Linked DNA regions of Mus musculus: region 1 is linked to region 2. Evidence: chromatin contacts called from public HiChIP or PLAC-seq data. All regions are on one chromosome and are shown on one strand. Each heading gives the region's core, a stretch centred on a gene start, on an enhancer-like site or on the middle of the called end of the contact. The rest is flanking DNA. Distances are from core to core; before and after follow the strand shown.

Region 1 (6,900 bases), core at 1,755-4,254, 78 kb after region 2:
TACAGGAGTCTACTGTTCACTCAGGAGACCCCAGGGGGCTATTTACATCTCAGCCATGGAGTCTGTAGGCGGTGAGGCGGACAAACACGCCATACTCCCTTGATACGTTATGGGCATTATACTGGATTTAGAAAGAATCGCTAACCTCCTTGTGTGTGCGCTAACCCTAAGGAACTTGCAGGTGACGTTTTCTAGCAGTAACTGCCCACATTCCCAAGGAAGAGGCTAAAAGCCTGTGGCAGAGACTCTTAAAGGGCTGTGAGTCCAGCTCTGGAAGAAAACAGCTGCCTAGCTTGCCCCTGACTTTGAGCTCCTGGGTTTAAGCTCCCAGAACAAAAAAACTAAACAGACCATACAAGACAAACTACACTCTGCAGGCTCCAAGACACTCAAAATGTTTCTAAGAAAGAGCATAGTTACAGGCAGGGGATAGGTGAGAAGGACTGGGAAGTTCACTACTCCTGAGGAAAGCTAGAGGAAGAAGAACCTTAGAGACGTCAGAAGCTGTGAAGGGCACCTCTAACACAACCTTAGACCCTCTCTAGCACTGGCAAAGTCACACCATGTGAGACAGTGGCCCCAGTAGACTAGTACAAAGGCCATTCATTCCACAAGGTAAGGACCAGCATCTCCACTGGAGATGAGGTGAAAGACCACAAGTTCAAGACAATGAGATGACCATGCACAAGTGAGCAGCTCTGAGACTCCATGACGCTCAGTTCTCCTTGACAAATTCTACTCTACTAAAATATAAACTCTAAACTGGGTGGGATTAAAGTGCCGCCTTTAATCCTGGCACTTGGGAGCACACAGGCAGACAGATTTATGGGTTCAAGGCCAGTCTGGTCTACAGAGTGAGTTCAAGAATAGCCAGGGTGACACAGAGCAACCCTATCTCCCCTCCTTCCCCTCACCAAAAAAAAAAAAAAAAAAAAAAAAAAAACTTAACTCTAGGAGACTAGACAGTTAACAGCTCAGCAGTTAGGAGTGCTTGCTGCTTTCGCACAGGATCCATGTTCAATGCCCAGCATCCACGTGGAGCCTCACAGCCATCTGTAACTTCAGTTTCAGGGGAATCTGGTGCCTTCTTCAAGGACACCGTAAGGTATGTGGTAAACAGACATAAATTCGAACAAAATACTCACACACATAGAATAAAAAAATATTCTCTTAATTTTTTCGAAGAAATTAACCTACTATAGCTAGAGAGTTGGCCTTTGGAGGGGGGGGGGATCAATTCTTAGCAGCCACGCAGGCTGCTCACAACCTGTAACTCCAGCTCCAAGGACTCTGAGACCCTTTTCTGGCCTCTGCATGGCAGACACAATGGACACGCATGTGCGCACACACACTTTAAAAATAATGGTGTAAAAAAAAAAAGTGAATTCTAAGGCAAAGGCCGCAGGTCTGTAGTAGAGTACTTGCTTAGCATGCCTGGGCCCTAGGTTGGATCCCCTGTACCAACGCCTTCAAAAGAAACAAATTCCAGTTATCTAGCAAGACCGTGACTTCCACAGCACTAGACCAGCTGTGTTAATTCTTGGTCACAGCAGCCCTAAATCCAAAATTTTCTGTTCTAAATGTTCCCCCCTGGGCCTACTATTGTTTAAGGGGCACCCTTCCTCCATATCATGAAGTTACCGGGGCAGCAATCTATCTTTGGGCAGCTAATTGGTCTATAAGCCGCAGTGCAGCAGTGTCTCCCTCCAAATACTCTCCAAAATGAGAAATAGAATTCTGGTCAGCTCATTCTTACACTAACAAGTCCTACAAATTATTAACTCCAGGTGAGAGAACAAAACTCTCTGATACAAAGGACTAAAGAGCCTGGACTACCATTAGAAACATCAAGTTTGGCTCAGCCCCGTCTCATTCTGAGTCACTTTTGAAAGTCAAGGGTAAAGCTGGCTTCAAGATTCTCTTCCCGCTTCCTTCTTATCAAAGTTTTTAAAACAAGAAAAGATTTGGTTTCCCTTCACCCTAAAGAGCCCAGAGGAGGCCTGTCTCCAAACTAATGGTATTGGAAGTTCCCTAGGCCCACAAGTCTGTGTCCAACACCAACAAACTTCGACAGGACTGGAAATTATACAACCTTGGATCCCAGAGCAGAAGACTCCACTAGAATAATCTACTCTGGAGACAATGACATCATGTGAGCAACCACACAGGAAGCTAACTGAGAGACGTGAAGGGTAAAGTCTTGAAAGCCTACAGAGATGACCACCTCTCAACCCTTGTCAAAAGAAGAAAAAGCTTCAACCACTGACAAATGGCTACTTTAAATAAGGAAAACTGAGAGTTGCCACAGAAGGGGTCAATCTGCAGTTGAAACCACCACTACCCAACTCCAAGAGCATCGCGTGGGTTCGCACTCCCTGGAGACTGCACACTAGAGGGGACGCCTCCGAAGCCCCACGGCTGGAACTTCAATGGAAACGTGCAGCGGGACAAAAGCCCAGCCTTAGCTCTGCCCCCTGCAACTTCCGACGGACACACCGGGCCCCGGGAGTCGCACAAAGCCGCCCGACTTATGACAGCCACAAGTGGCCGGGCACGGGGGGCTCCGGGGGCCAGTGCCACGGCGGCGCGTCCTCCTGCGCCGCCGCGGCCACCACGCGGGCAACTTTCCCGCGGGGGCGGGGCGGGGCGGAGGTCTGCGTGTCCTCGGGGCTCCGCGCCCGCCACGCAAGACACCCACCTGCACAGGGCGTCCAAGTCGACGGCCTGGGCCTGCGCGGAGCCCGCGGCCGCCAGGAGCAGCAGCAGCAGGAGCGGCGGCAGGAGCGCGACGCGCGGCCCGGAGGGCACCGGTCCCAGCTGAACGGCCCGCATCGCGTGTGGCGTGGGGCTCACGGCGGCTGGCCGTTTGGAGCCGCGCCTGGGACACGGTCGCGCCACCACAGCGGAGTCGAAGCTGCAACGGGAGCTGGAGGGAGAAAGAGGAGAGAGAACTGGAGCCAGGGGGGAGTGCGACGAGGAGGCGCTCCGTGGCCGTCCCCGGAGCGTCACGTGACCTGAGTCGGCCCGCCCCCGCCCCGCCTCCTGCTCACGTGACGTCCTCGTTCAGGTGCTCTCCGCCCAGTCCCGGGTCACATGAGCATCGCACGCGCGCGGGACAGGAAGTGTTGCGGGCCGGGCACGAGCGCCAGGTACCTACTCGAGGCCTGACAACCCCAGGGTTGCTCACGCGCGGCGAGGGGTGACGCCTCAGAGCCAGACCTCAGTTTCCCCGTCCAGCACCCAGGTTGCGTCTGCGCTTGAGCGCTTCCTAACTCTCTCTTCTTCAACCGAGACCAGTACGGTGGCCGAGATGGAGTTAGGTGGAAAAGCCCAGGTTGATGTTTAGTGTTGCAAGTGGATGCAGGGTTAAGAGGTCAGTCTTTCTAGAATCCCGCGTGGGAGTTTCCGACTCATGCCCCGGAGAGCCTCACAGCAGCTCTGTGGAAATGTGACTTCCCAAGCAGGGCTTTCTACAGCAAGTTAGGTGACTGGTGGACTAATATGCAGTGTGCAGAGAAACCAAAATGTAACAAGCAAATGACAAACAAAAAAAAACTTTTAGCGTGAGATTGCTTACTATGTAGCTCAGGCTATACTGGAGTTCAGATCCCTCTACTTAAGCCTACCGAGTTCTAGGTTTAGAAGCGTGTACCACCACCTCTGTTACAAAGTTTTATTATTCTGTAAAGATAATATGCAGCATCCATATTACATAAGGCGGTAACCTAGTGAAAGTACAGTAAATGAGCCTTAGGAAATGGCTCAGACTGTAATGTGCCTGCGGGTCTGAGCTCAAGCCCCAGCACCCAACCCCTGGAACTTTGGTGGGGAGGCAGAGACGAGGGCATCTCCGATGTTTGCTGGCCAGCCAGGCTGGCTGAATGTGGCCAGGTCCGCTGTTATTACCAAGAAACCAAGAAGAGGTCACTGGGCAGGAAGACAATCTGGCTGTGACACCAGGATTGGTCAACTGATCTTACTAGCTAGGCAGATATTCCATTCCTTCACTCCACGTGCATCCCTCCAGGAGCTGCCTGCTGGATGGAAGAGGATGGCCTGTTCCTGATGAAGAAGGACCATTTGAGGGTCAGGGGTACAGGAGTAGTCCCTTGATAGAAGCTGGAGTTCATGTTTGTCCTCTCTAGTGTTAGAACTAATGCAGGCAAGTGTTGTCAGTGAGAAAACCGCTAAATGAAGAGTTAGCTGTGAACCAGAATGTAAACTTCCACTCAAAGTATCATCCCCAAAATACATTTTCTTTGGATGGCTTTGGAAATGGAGCACCCCATAAACCAAGCCTTTGGTGAAGTCTTGTGTCCCCAGGTGATGGCATTATTGAGAGGTGGTTGTATCACGAAGACTGTGACCTGATCAATGAAGTAATCCATTCATTGATTCATGATCTGATGGCATCTCCTAGTTAGCTTCAGCTCTCAATGTGACACAGCCCAGAGCTGTCTGAGGTTGTCTCCATGTTGATGGCCCCATGGGCATGTCTGTGGAGCATTTTCTTGATCAAAAATTGAGCGACAAGGGTACAGCCCACTGTGAGCAGTACCATCCCCTAGACAGGGAATCCTGGACTGTGTAAGCGAGCAAGCTGGGCAGAAGCTAGGAAGAGCAAGCTGGTAAGCGGCATTCTTCAGTGGCTCTGTTTCAGTTCCTGTCTCAGTCCTGCCCTGAGTGCCTGTCCTGAGTTTTCTCAGTGATGGACTGTGACGTGGAATGTAAGCCAGTCCTGCCCTGAGTTCCTGTCTTCTCAGTGATGGACTGTGACGTGCCATGTAAGCCATTGTAACCCTTTCCTCCCCAAGCTGCTTCTGCTCAGAGTGTTCCATGGCAGCTGGTATCACAAATTTGGGGAGGGGAAAAAAAAAAAAGACTTCATTATCTCTTCTTGAAGTGATGCCATAAAAATTCAGTGAAGCGGAGTTCTAAAGCACAGAGCCACCTCACAGGTACAGAATTGATGTGTCAAAAAAATATCCCTTACGTTATTCAAGTAAGAACTGAGATCATGTTAAAACAGACTCAAAGGGAATTTAAAAACAAACAAACAAACAAACCCTAATACAGACAACGGAAAGTTGGGAATGCAGAAGAGAAATTAGCCAATAGATAAAGGGTTGGTTAAAAATCAAATACTTATCTGACTCAGACACAGCTTTAATTTCTCAAGTCAAACAATTGGATATTTTACTAACAGTATTCTACAACTTACAGAGTTGTAAAGTACCTCGTGACAATGAAAAGCTCGGGTGCCATAGATTAACCATTGGTCCCCTTTTCTCACCATAGACCAGGGCATATTCAACATACTAAACGAAAGGTTCCAGAATTATTAAGTCACAAGGTCTCAATAACCTATTAGCATGTTATTATCATTGTTCTACTGTATGGGTATGTTGTGCTTTTATTGTCCCTGTTTTATAAAACAAACTTGGGGGCTGGAGAGAGAGCTAGTGGTTGAAAAGCACCTAGGCTTGCAGAGGACCCAGGTTCAGTTCCCAGTACCCACAGCAGGTGGCTCACGATCACCTGTAACTTCAGGTTCAGGGTATCTAATGCCCTCTTCTGGCCTCTGTGGGCACCAGGCACACATGTATACATAAACACTCATACACATAAAAGTAAAATTTATTTAAAAGTCTTTATAAACTTTCATAAGTATGTATTGGTAGAAAACACACATATAAACACGTGCACAGCACACACACACACAGTTGTTCCAGGCTAGCTCTAGGGTTTGGGAATATAGACCCTGGAAATAAGGGAGACTTGAAAATCTAAAAGGATTTATTAAGCAGTACGTAGCTTTTCATTGAAGCTTATACACACAGAGACACACACAGAGAGACACATTTGTGTCTGTGGTGCTAAAGATGGAAGCCAGGGCCTTGGCTCTTAAGGCAAGAGCTTTACTAAACACTAACTTTATATCCCCAGCCCTAGCCAGAAATATTTTGATCTATATCTGTCTTTCACAATGTTCTAGACAAGGCATGCTATGACTTATATTGGCATCCTTACCAAGAAGTTCATCTTAACTTAAATCCGCATAGTAAAGCATGATTGACAAAAACTGCACAGGAGGATTCCAAACGCTCTGCAAACCTCCAGCACTCTCCCTCCCCGTGAGACACTGCCCTAGAGCACTGGATCATGCTATAGCCCATGGGTCGAATCAGGTCACACAGCTATTTTGTAAATATTTTTACTGGGATACAGCCATCCCCATTGCTTATGTGTCGGACTGGCTGATTTTGCCCACAAGAGCAGAGATAATAGAAACCATGGCCTGAAGAGCCTAAAGTATCTACATTTAACCATGACCCTCACCAAGAAAACTCACCCAACACCTCTTTTAGGTTCCCAGTTCCCAGGAGTGCTGCCTTTAAACCAGCAGTTTGGGTCTCATCTGCCAGCCTATTAGAACTCTCAGTTCTAATACAAGCTATAACAGTTTAATTTGTTGGGCATAGTAATTCCAGCTCTGGAACAAGTAGGAGGATCAGACATTCAAAATCATCTTTAGCTACGAGTATTTTCCAGGCCAGCCTGCACTATATGAGACCTGATATTTAAAGTTAAAATGTTTTAAATATATATCAGAAACATCACACATGGTGGTGCATCACTATAATCACAACACCTGGGAGGCACAGGCTGGCAGATCTGAGCTTGAGGCTGGGCTGATATACAGGATGAATTCCAGGACAGGACAGACTGGACTACAAAGAGAAACCCTATCTGAAATCAAAGAAAAAGAAATAAAAGAAACGCTATCTCTCAGAAGTCTGGAAGATGTACACAAGACTCTCTTTGAGGGTTTAAACTATGTCCCCTTGTAGCTCTGTAAGAGCCCTAAGCCTTCTGCAGAATGTGTGTGTATTTGAAAGC
Region 2 (7,703 bases), core at 2,025-4,524:
TAAGAAATTCACCACTGAGTGTCAAATGACAAAGAAGCAGTCCTTTTGCTTGGTGTAAGCCAAACTTGGTCACTTCCCAACTGTCACTGAAGCCTAGACTGCCTACCTGGCAGCATGCCTACAGGGCAAGACTTACGGTCTTGTTCCCTCGGAGTGTGTGTCAGCCAAACAGGCAGGCTTCCACTTACTTAAAATAAATCTCGCCGAGGCTGAAGCTCTTGCCGGTCACAGGGTTGGTGAGCGTTCCGTTCACCATGGTCACCTCCTGAGGCCTCACCGCGCAGGCAGCCCGTGAGTACCAGTAAAAGTAGTAGGTGCAGCTGACACTGTCAAACCTGAGAGGGAGCAGACACGGTTACCTCGGGGCCACACACAGCAAGGCTGCCACACACATAGCTGGAGAGGCCTGCAAGAGGCAGTCGCCCGGGTTCTTAAGGGTCCTTGGGAGCCACCGCTGTTGGTCCCCACGGGGACTGTGTGAGTGACAGCTCTGGGCCAGGACGACTGTCCTGGTCACTATGCTTCAGCACAGTACGAGGATAACATTAGCAACGTGGGAAGCAGACGAGGATGCAGTGCCTGCTCACCCTAGGGACACAAACCTGTGACTCCAGCCACTGAGACAGAGGTAAAAGGTGGCAAGTTCCTGTCACAGTTACAGAACAAATCCAAGGCCAACCTGGACACGTTAGTGTCATCCTGTGTCAAACAACAAGACAGCTGGAACTACCGCTCAAGAGCACAGCACCTGCCTGGTTTGCTCGAAGCCCTAGGTTCAACCCCCATCCCCACAGAGAAAAACCAAACTCAATAAAAATGCCTTAGCATATGAAGCTGGAAGCTCTGAACCGAGACTTGTACAAATAGTCTCTTAGTCTCAGAAATTAAAGACCCTTTCAAAGCAGTTTCCAAAACAGCAGTTCACATGCTCCCCCTGTTGGCCACAATCCCTCTAACATCACCCAACAACTGCCTGCAACACCCAGAACCTGCTTGTTGGTGGTGCAATCAGCACCCCCTTAATTCTCCCATGATGAGGGGCAGCAGCCAGATCTGCACTGCTCAGGCTAGCGTCAGCACCTCCAAAGCTGATTCAGGAGTATGTTTCTTAAGGCAAACCAGGCTAAAAAAGCTGAGGTGGCCTTAGCCCTCAGATGGAGTAGGGGTACCTCCTGTGGGAGACAATCTGTCCTCTAAGGCCTCAGTCTCAGTGGGCATTTCTGCCACACACAGTGCCAGTCCCAGACACCCTCTCCTCTGTGTGCACATTCCCAACTCCCACGTGGAAATGGGGGAGGCAGAGAGCACAGTGTGCTCGCCTGTGGCTCACCTCTTGAATGCAGGCCTGCCCACAGTCTTCGCACAGGTCAATTCGATTACAGACGATGCAGTCTTATTCCCACCACAAGGATAGCCTTTCGAGTAAGTAACAATGACCGTTTCATCTGAAACATGAGACAATGAGTTGGCATTATTTCTAGTGCACTGCAGAACAATATCGGGGCTTAAAAATCTACTGCAAAGGCAAGTGCCGGCTGTCTAAAGGTGCCCTCCATACTCAATGGCAGTTACTGGCCCATACACTCAACCCATACCACCATAAGTAAGGAAGCAGCAAGACCATGAGCTTCCTGGATCCTCAGGAATGAATGCTAAGCCTCCATGGCCACACCTATATGACTAGCATCCAGCTCTACAGTAGTCAGGAACTTCGGGAATAGAGAATTCCTAAGATGTGAGTTTGCCCAGCTGGTTCATGTGTTGAGATTTTAATTCTCAAAGGGAGGCCACTTTCTTGATTGAGTTTGTTATTAAAGGCCATGGGAATTCCCTCAGAATCCCCTCTCCATTTCAATATCCATGTCACCTTGTAGTTCAAACAGCGCAATCGGGATCCTACTCTAGCCTTAGAGGCAGAGTAGAATGTCTAACCCCCAACACAGCCTGGTCCTTGTGTGCTCCCTTAGTTGGGAAAATGTGCCTGTCCTCTAACAGCCGATCCCTTCCTTCCCTTGATGATCGTGTCATGATTCCTAGCCAAGAGCTCAAGGGAACACGGAGCCATCTGTACAGCGCCCTGTGTGACCATAGCTTTTTTAGATGTGTGTAGATGTACATTGAGAAGCCAATGTGCATCCGGAACATGATCAGCGAAGGTGCTTTGAACAGGCTCCCTGTGCCTCAGAGTATCAAAACAGCATGGACTTCATGTTCCAGGAAGGGGGTAGAAATGCTTCAACTAGTCACCGGGTTTCCACCAAAGCTCAGGCACTTTCTCCATCACACCAGGGACAGCCTCACCTTGCCAATCTTGATGCAGCAACTGAGTCAAGTACAAACACCCCAGAGCCTTACCTATGACTTCCAATTTTTGTGTATGAACAAGCCCCAAAACCTGGACTTGACCAGTGGCACTCTTCTTGCAAATGCTGGCTCTTTCAGAGCAGTCCAGGGGACCTTTGTATACTCTTTGGCACAGATTGATAAAGTACCTACAGAATGACACAAAGGGGTGTAAAAAGGGCAAATGAAAGTTCTACTTCGAGTACACTGGACAGACCTGTGGACTCCACACTACCTTGGAAGGTAACTGACTCCCTGATAGCCTTGGGGGTGCAGAAGAAACGGAGAGTGAAGCAGCCATACAGAGTAGCTGACTCAACGGGCTCACATGTAGTGGCATGTCCCCATGCATCCCTGACACAGTACAGACAGGAGAAAAGGCTATGGAGGGATAGCAGGCACTCACCTAAGTCCCCCAATTCATAGCAGCCCTGATTTGCAGCAGACCCTGTGAGGCTCAGGGTCCCTGGCACAGCAGGCACTCCCCACATGGAACAGTCAGGGTAATTAGTTCAAAAAGCAAAGGCAGTGCTAAAAGAGCTGGCAAAAGTCTTAGAAAACCTATCCTGCCCTCAAACCTGAGCAACTGTCAGGGCTCCGGTCTCTGTGGGTGCTCACCAGAACTCCCCATACACTGACAATCTAGGCTGTGTCTCAATGAAAGCCTCAAACCCCACAGCTATGTGATATTCCTGACTTTGAAAACTTGAGGGACCACAGGCAGTGTGGCATACTCACGAGTTTCCTTCATGCACAAAGTCCCAGGACCCCGTGAGGGATGAGAGCAGTCGCAAGTCATAGGTCTTATGCTTCTGAACAAACTTGCACTCCATCTTCTTTGGAGGGCAGACAACTTTTGTCTTCCACTCAAATGTCACCTCACACCCACGATCTTCACTGAACACTTGTGGTCTCCCAATATCTTCACTTTCATCACACGTAAATATGATCGCAGACATCCGGTAGCTGTTGGCTGGGGAGCAATAGTGTGCAAAGGTCAGACCTAGGGCGGGGCACAAACCTTGACTTCTCCCACCTCTTTATTACTCCTGGCTGTTTCCCCAAGTGCAGCCCCAGCCACAGTTTGTCTCACTCCTTAATCTATCCACTTACAAACTCAGTTCCTCAGACCACACCAAAATCCCTCCTGGGAAAGCATTCAATACTTGCCTACACATTAATAATGGCAAGAATTTAAAGAATCAGCCAAGCATCTGTAACAACCTCAAAACTTCAGGGCCACCCATAGAAGACTTGGAGCTAGTCATGAGTCAAATGCTTGTCCTCGATCATGTAGAGAACTACAGAGTGTGGGCCTTCACGCCACTCTCTTTCCACCCCTAAGTCGCAAAGGAGCTATGGTGCTCAAATTTGGCTCTCCATGAACATCATCCTTAGCCAACAAGAACAAAACTTACATAATAATCACTAATTAGCTTGGCCACCCATAGAACAACACCTGCTCCCCTCCCCCAAATTCAGCTACCCACTCACTCTGTCTGCAGAAGCCCCACTCGTGGTCACGATCATAATTTGCAGTTTTGCTACACCACAGTTTCGCTCGTCCCTCTAATACACATTCATCATAGCTCTTCCCTTTGTAAATGAAGGGGAAGACACAGGGCTCGCCATCATCCGTTTCTGGAAGGAAAGAGGCATGGATTATACACAAGCGTCAATGAATCAGCCATGCCTTAGATGCCACCCAAAGACTCCCTAAGAAGCTGTGTACCTGCCCTGCTAGACAGGATTCACCCAAACAGACAAGCAACAGACAGCATCATGTTCCAGACACAGGCATTCATACCAGGGAAGGAGATGTGGCAGGGTACAGTGCTCACAGGTCTGAAGCTTCATTCCTCAAGTATTTTTCTGCTAAGTCAATCTATTTACAAGAAATTTGAACTTGACCATACTGTGAAGAGTTACCTGGAGGGCAAGGATCACCATTCACATAACTCAGAATGACTGCTTCATCTTGGTGCCTGTAATCCAGCTGCATCGATGCAAGGCGCCCAAAAGAAGCTCCTTTGTTCCCAGAGAGCAGACAGACACCGCCATCCTTGCAGCCTTCCTGGCCTAAGCCAGCTGCTGCTGTGCACACCCCTATACTGTATGTGCGGGCATCCCGAGTAACCTGCAAGGACAACAAATGGCAATGTGTGGCTACTGACTGCTGTGACCAGAGCACAGGCTCCCACAGTTCACATCCCTGTACTGAATCGGACCATGACCCCTGCTGTTTTCCTGGCCAAGACCACCTCCAGAGAACACCAGAAGTCATCCTGGGCCAGTCTCTTTTCTATCTTGCCTTCTCCCTGGTGGCCCAGGCAGCCACCATCTGCTTTCTCCAGCCTGAGGCTGCTGCTCTGAGTCCCAGGTTCCCCCTTCCTTTGGGATGCAGAGCAGACAGCCCACGTGCGCATGGGCCTCGCTTTCCTCACTCACTGCGCTCATGTAGAAAACTATCCCTGAACTGCAGGCAGCAAGCCCTGAGAAAGGTTCAGAACTCAGCACTCACCAGGCTCAGTGAAAGCCCCCAGCCCACAGACTCATGCATGAAAGGCTCGCACGATGCTGCTTCTCCCACTTGTCTCTGTGGTTGGCAGACCGCATCTCTTTACCTTGAGCTAAGTCTGGCAACTCAGTGATCCTCTGTGGCTCCCAGTAACTATAGAAATCTTGCCCTGGCCCAGAGGTGTGTGTTCCAATGCATGTCCTCAAGTCACTCTGCCTATTATCCACTTGTGTCACAGAACTCCAGGGCCTGCCTCACAGGTTACTGATTCTTGTCCAGCCCTGTGTCAAAGCATCTTAGCCCTCTGGAGGCTGGCAAGGCTATGGGAAGGCAAGCTTACCTTGAAAGTGCTTGTGGAAAGGCTGGTCAGGTTGAAGCTATAGAGCAGCTGCTCATCTGTTACAGCACAACCCTGTGTCTTCACTTCGTCAGGACAGACAATCGGAGTCTCCCACTCAAACACAAAGTCGCAGTCATTGGTCCTTATCAGCTTAGGAGTTCCCTGTGGCCAAGAAAAACATGAGTCTTTTTAAAAAATGTGTAGCCCAGGTTTGCCTCGATCTCGTGATCCTCCTGCCTCTGCCTCCTTCAGCACATTCTACCGGTGTAAGCCACCACAACTGGTGAAAAACATTAGTCTTAAAAACCACCGTGTGAGGACAAGATCCACCATATTCTTTCCTGGGAATAGCGAAGACATACACCCCTGCCACACAGTACAAATGCAAGCATAGCAGAATCCAAGAGCAGGTCTGCATCCTGCATATCTAGACACCAGGAATGCCATGAGGGCAAAAGTATTTCAGCCACATGTGCCACAGGCCATGAACTCTGAATGAGAGCATAGCTCTCCATCACTCAGCAGCAGCAGCCACAGCCACAGCCGCCGCCGCCAGGTGGGTAGGAACTCTGTACACTTGCTGCTGAGCTCCATACTGAGCCATATGGGGAAAGAGCTTCTACTAAAGACGGAAAACACTGAGAAGGACAGAGCGTCAGCTGCTCAGGACACTGCTGCCCTGTGAATGACAAGCCCTCAGTGCATCCCAGATGTCAGCAGGTCGGAGCAGACAACAGTCCCACCTGCTCATCTGGTCCTGAGAGATAATAAAGCTATGTAATGAATGATGGCACATGCTAAAAATAAGTCTAATCAGAAAACCGATCACCTTATAGTTTAAAAAAATAAAGATTTTTTTTTTTTTTTTTTTTAATATGGGGGCTGGCGAGATGGCTCAGTGGTTAAGAGCGCCGACTGCTCTTCTGAAGGTCCCGAGTTCAAATCCCAGCAACCACATGGTGGCTCACAACCATCCATAACGAAATCTGATGCCCTCTTCTGGAGTGTCTGAAGACAGCTACAGTGTACTTACATATAATAAATAAATAAATCTTTTAAAAAAAAAATAAAAAAAAAAATAAAGATATTTCAACCCAACCTTTTAATGTGTTCAGAATCAGTGCTCAATAAATGATTTCTACTCTCAAAGCTTCCATGACTTTGAACAACAGAAAGCATCCATGTTAACTCAGACTTACTCACGCCCCAAGTCATGTTCTCGGGTGGTTTCAGCACACTGCCCAAAGCAGGGTTCCAGTGAAGCTGACAGGGCGGGCACTCACCATGCTGACTCCTCTCTTGCAGTGAAATGTGATGAGTGAGGTGTAGTTCATATATCTGTCGGCTAAGCAATGAGTGCTGCTCTCAAAGTTCAGGTAGACTTCATTCGCCACAGGATTGAATATTGGAGGGCCTGTGACTCTGCCAATATCCTAGAACAGAAGAAGTGAACGGTGCTTTACAACCATGCCAAGGTTGGCAGATTAGGAATTCACATGGAACTGCAGCAGTTCTCACTGTCAGCCTTAGAGAAATACCTGTACTGCTTTGTGATTGGCATGCAAAAAGGTCACCAGCATGCAGAGATACCAGAGATGCATGGACAAAGGCCAAGGGTGTTCCTACTCATGGTCAGCTTTCAGATTCTGAGCACTAAGGACTTCTGTCCTCACTCACAGCATGAATTCCACAGTCCTGGGCCCAGAAGGAGGAAGGCAGGAGCCTGGGCAAGGCCCTTCCTAGTGTTCCGATATCCACACTACCCTGAGATTGCCTCTTGCTCATCTCAGCAGTGTCTGATGGGAATGTCCACAGAGGGGACAACTCTCGCTTACTCATGTTGTTGCTTAGGACAGCGGCAGACATACACAATACCTCTTCAGTCAGTTCTTCTGAATAAATGAATGAATAAAAGGCAGGTGGACAGGAAACATGCCTGCATGTGTGCATGTGTATGAAGTGCCATGTGGCAGTATGTTCATACCAGTATGAGCAAGAGTGCATGCATGAGCATGTGTACTGTGTGGATCATTGCTGTGGAGCAGATGAAGTCAGACCTTCACCAATCAAAGAACTCAAGCAAAAGTTTAACCTGACAAAGGATGGCCAAGTGGGAAAACTTAGCCAATCGGACTTCTGGGAAATGATGGCCAGGCAGAGTGCCATAAAGAACTTCCTATTAAAATGTAGCTCATGCCTTGGTGGTCCTCTGCGAGATACTCCACTTCACAGAACATTTAAAAGGACACCTACTGTCCTGCAATGGAACTCACAACAGAGGGGAATTTATAGTTTAAAACCTCACGAGAGCTTGGCAAACCACAAATAGAACTCCACACATCCAAATCTACACTGTAAGTTTTCAGGGCAGAGTATTTTTTTATTATTCATAATTGGTTTTGCCCTAATTGTCACTCGTTACTAGAAAGAACTTGTGTCACTTAAGCCTTTCAATTATACAAGTGCTTGAAAGAGAAGCATGTGCTGTGCCAGTGCTATTGA

What was found. HiChIP or PLAC-seq counts read pairs in DNA pulled down with a chosen protein or histone mark.
Region 1: an H3K4me3 HiChIP or PLAC-seq map of intestinal villus epithelium shows a contact between it and region 2, with 5 read pairs. The contact joins the promoter of Igf2r here to the enhancer-like site in region 2. A contact is called at or near these places in 17 of 39 promoter capture datasets (the 3T3-L1 cell line, 3T3-L1-derived adipocytes, the HPC-7 cell line and 12 more), 3 of 484 Hi-C or Micro-C datasets (natural killer cells, nephron progenitors and trophoblast stem cells), 4 of 115 datasets of contacts at active chromatin or transcription factors (CD8 T cells, embryonic stem cells, intestinal villus epithelium and 1 more) and 2 of 9 other capture datasets (adipose tissue and liver).

Annotation. Positions count from the first base shown.
Region 1 is chr17:12,766,702-12,773,601 of GRCm38.p6, forward strand. It overlaps Igf2r (insulin-like growth factor 2 receptor), which reads right to left and starts at 3,005. Exons shown (of 48, transcript NM_010515.2): 1 at 2,699-3,005. The coding sequence starts at 2,832. All of the region lies in intron 1 of Airn (antisense Igf2r RNA), which reads left to right.
Region 2 is chr17:12,688,802-12,696,504 of GRCm38.p6, forward strand. It overlaps Igf2r (insulin-like growth factor 2 receptor), which reads right to left. Exons shown (of 48, transcript NM_010515.2): 36 at 6,485-6,634; 37 at 5,202-5,363; 38 at 4,273-4,480; 39 at 3,838-3,984; 40 at 3,082-3,316; 41 at 2,356-2,492; 42 at 1,331-1,445; 43 at 189-335. Among named protein-coding and RNA genes, the nearest start is that of Slc22a1, 17 kb to the left of the region's middle. Within about 2 kb of position 3,275, at least 29 of the 459 cell types and tissues checked have an H3K27ac peak or open chromatin away from gene starts, as enhancers often do. A contact at or near this core is called in CD8 T cells, intestinal villus epithelium and thymic regulatory T cells, where this site is marked.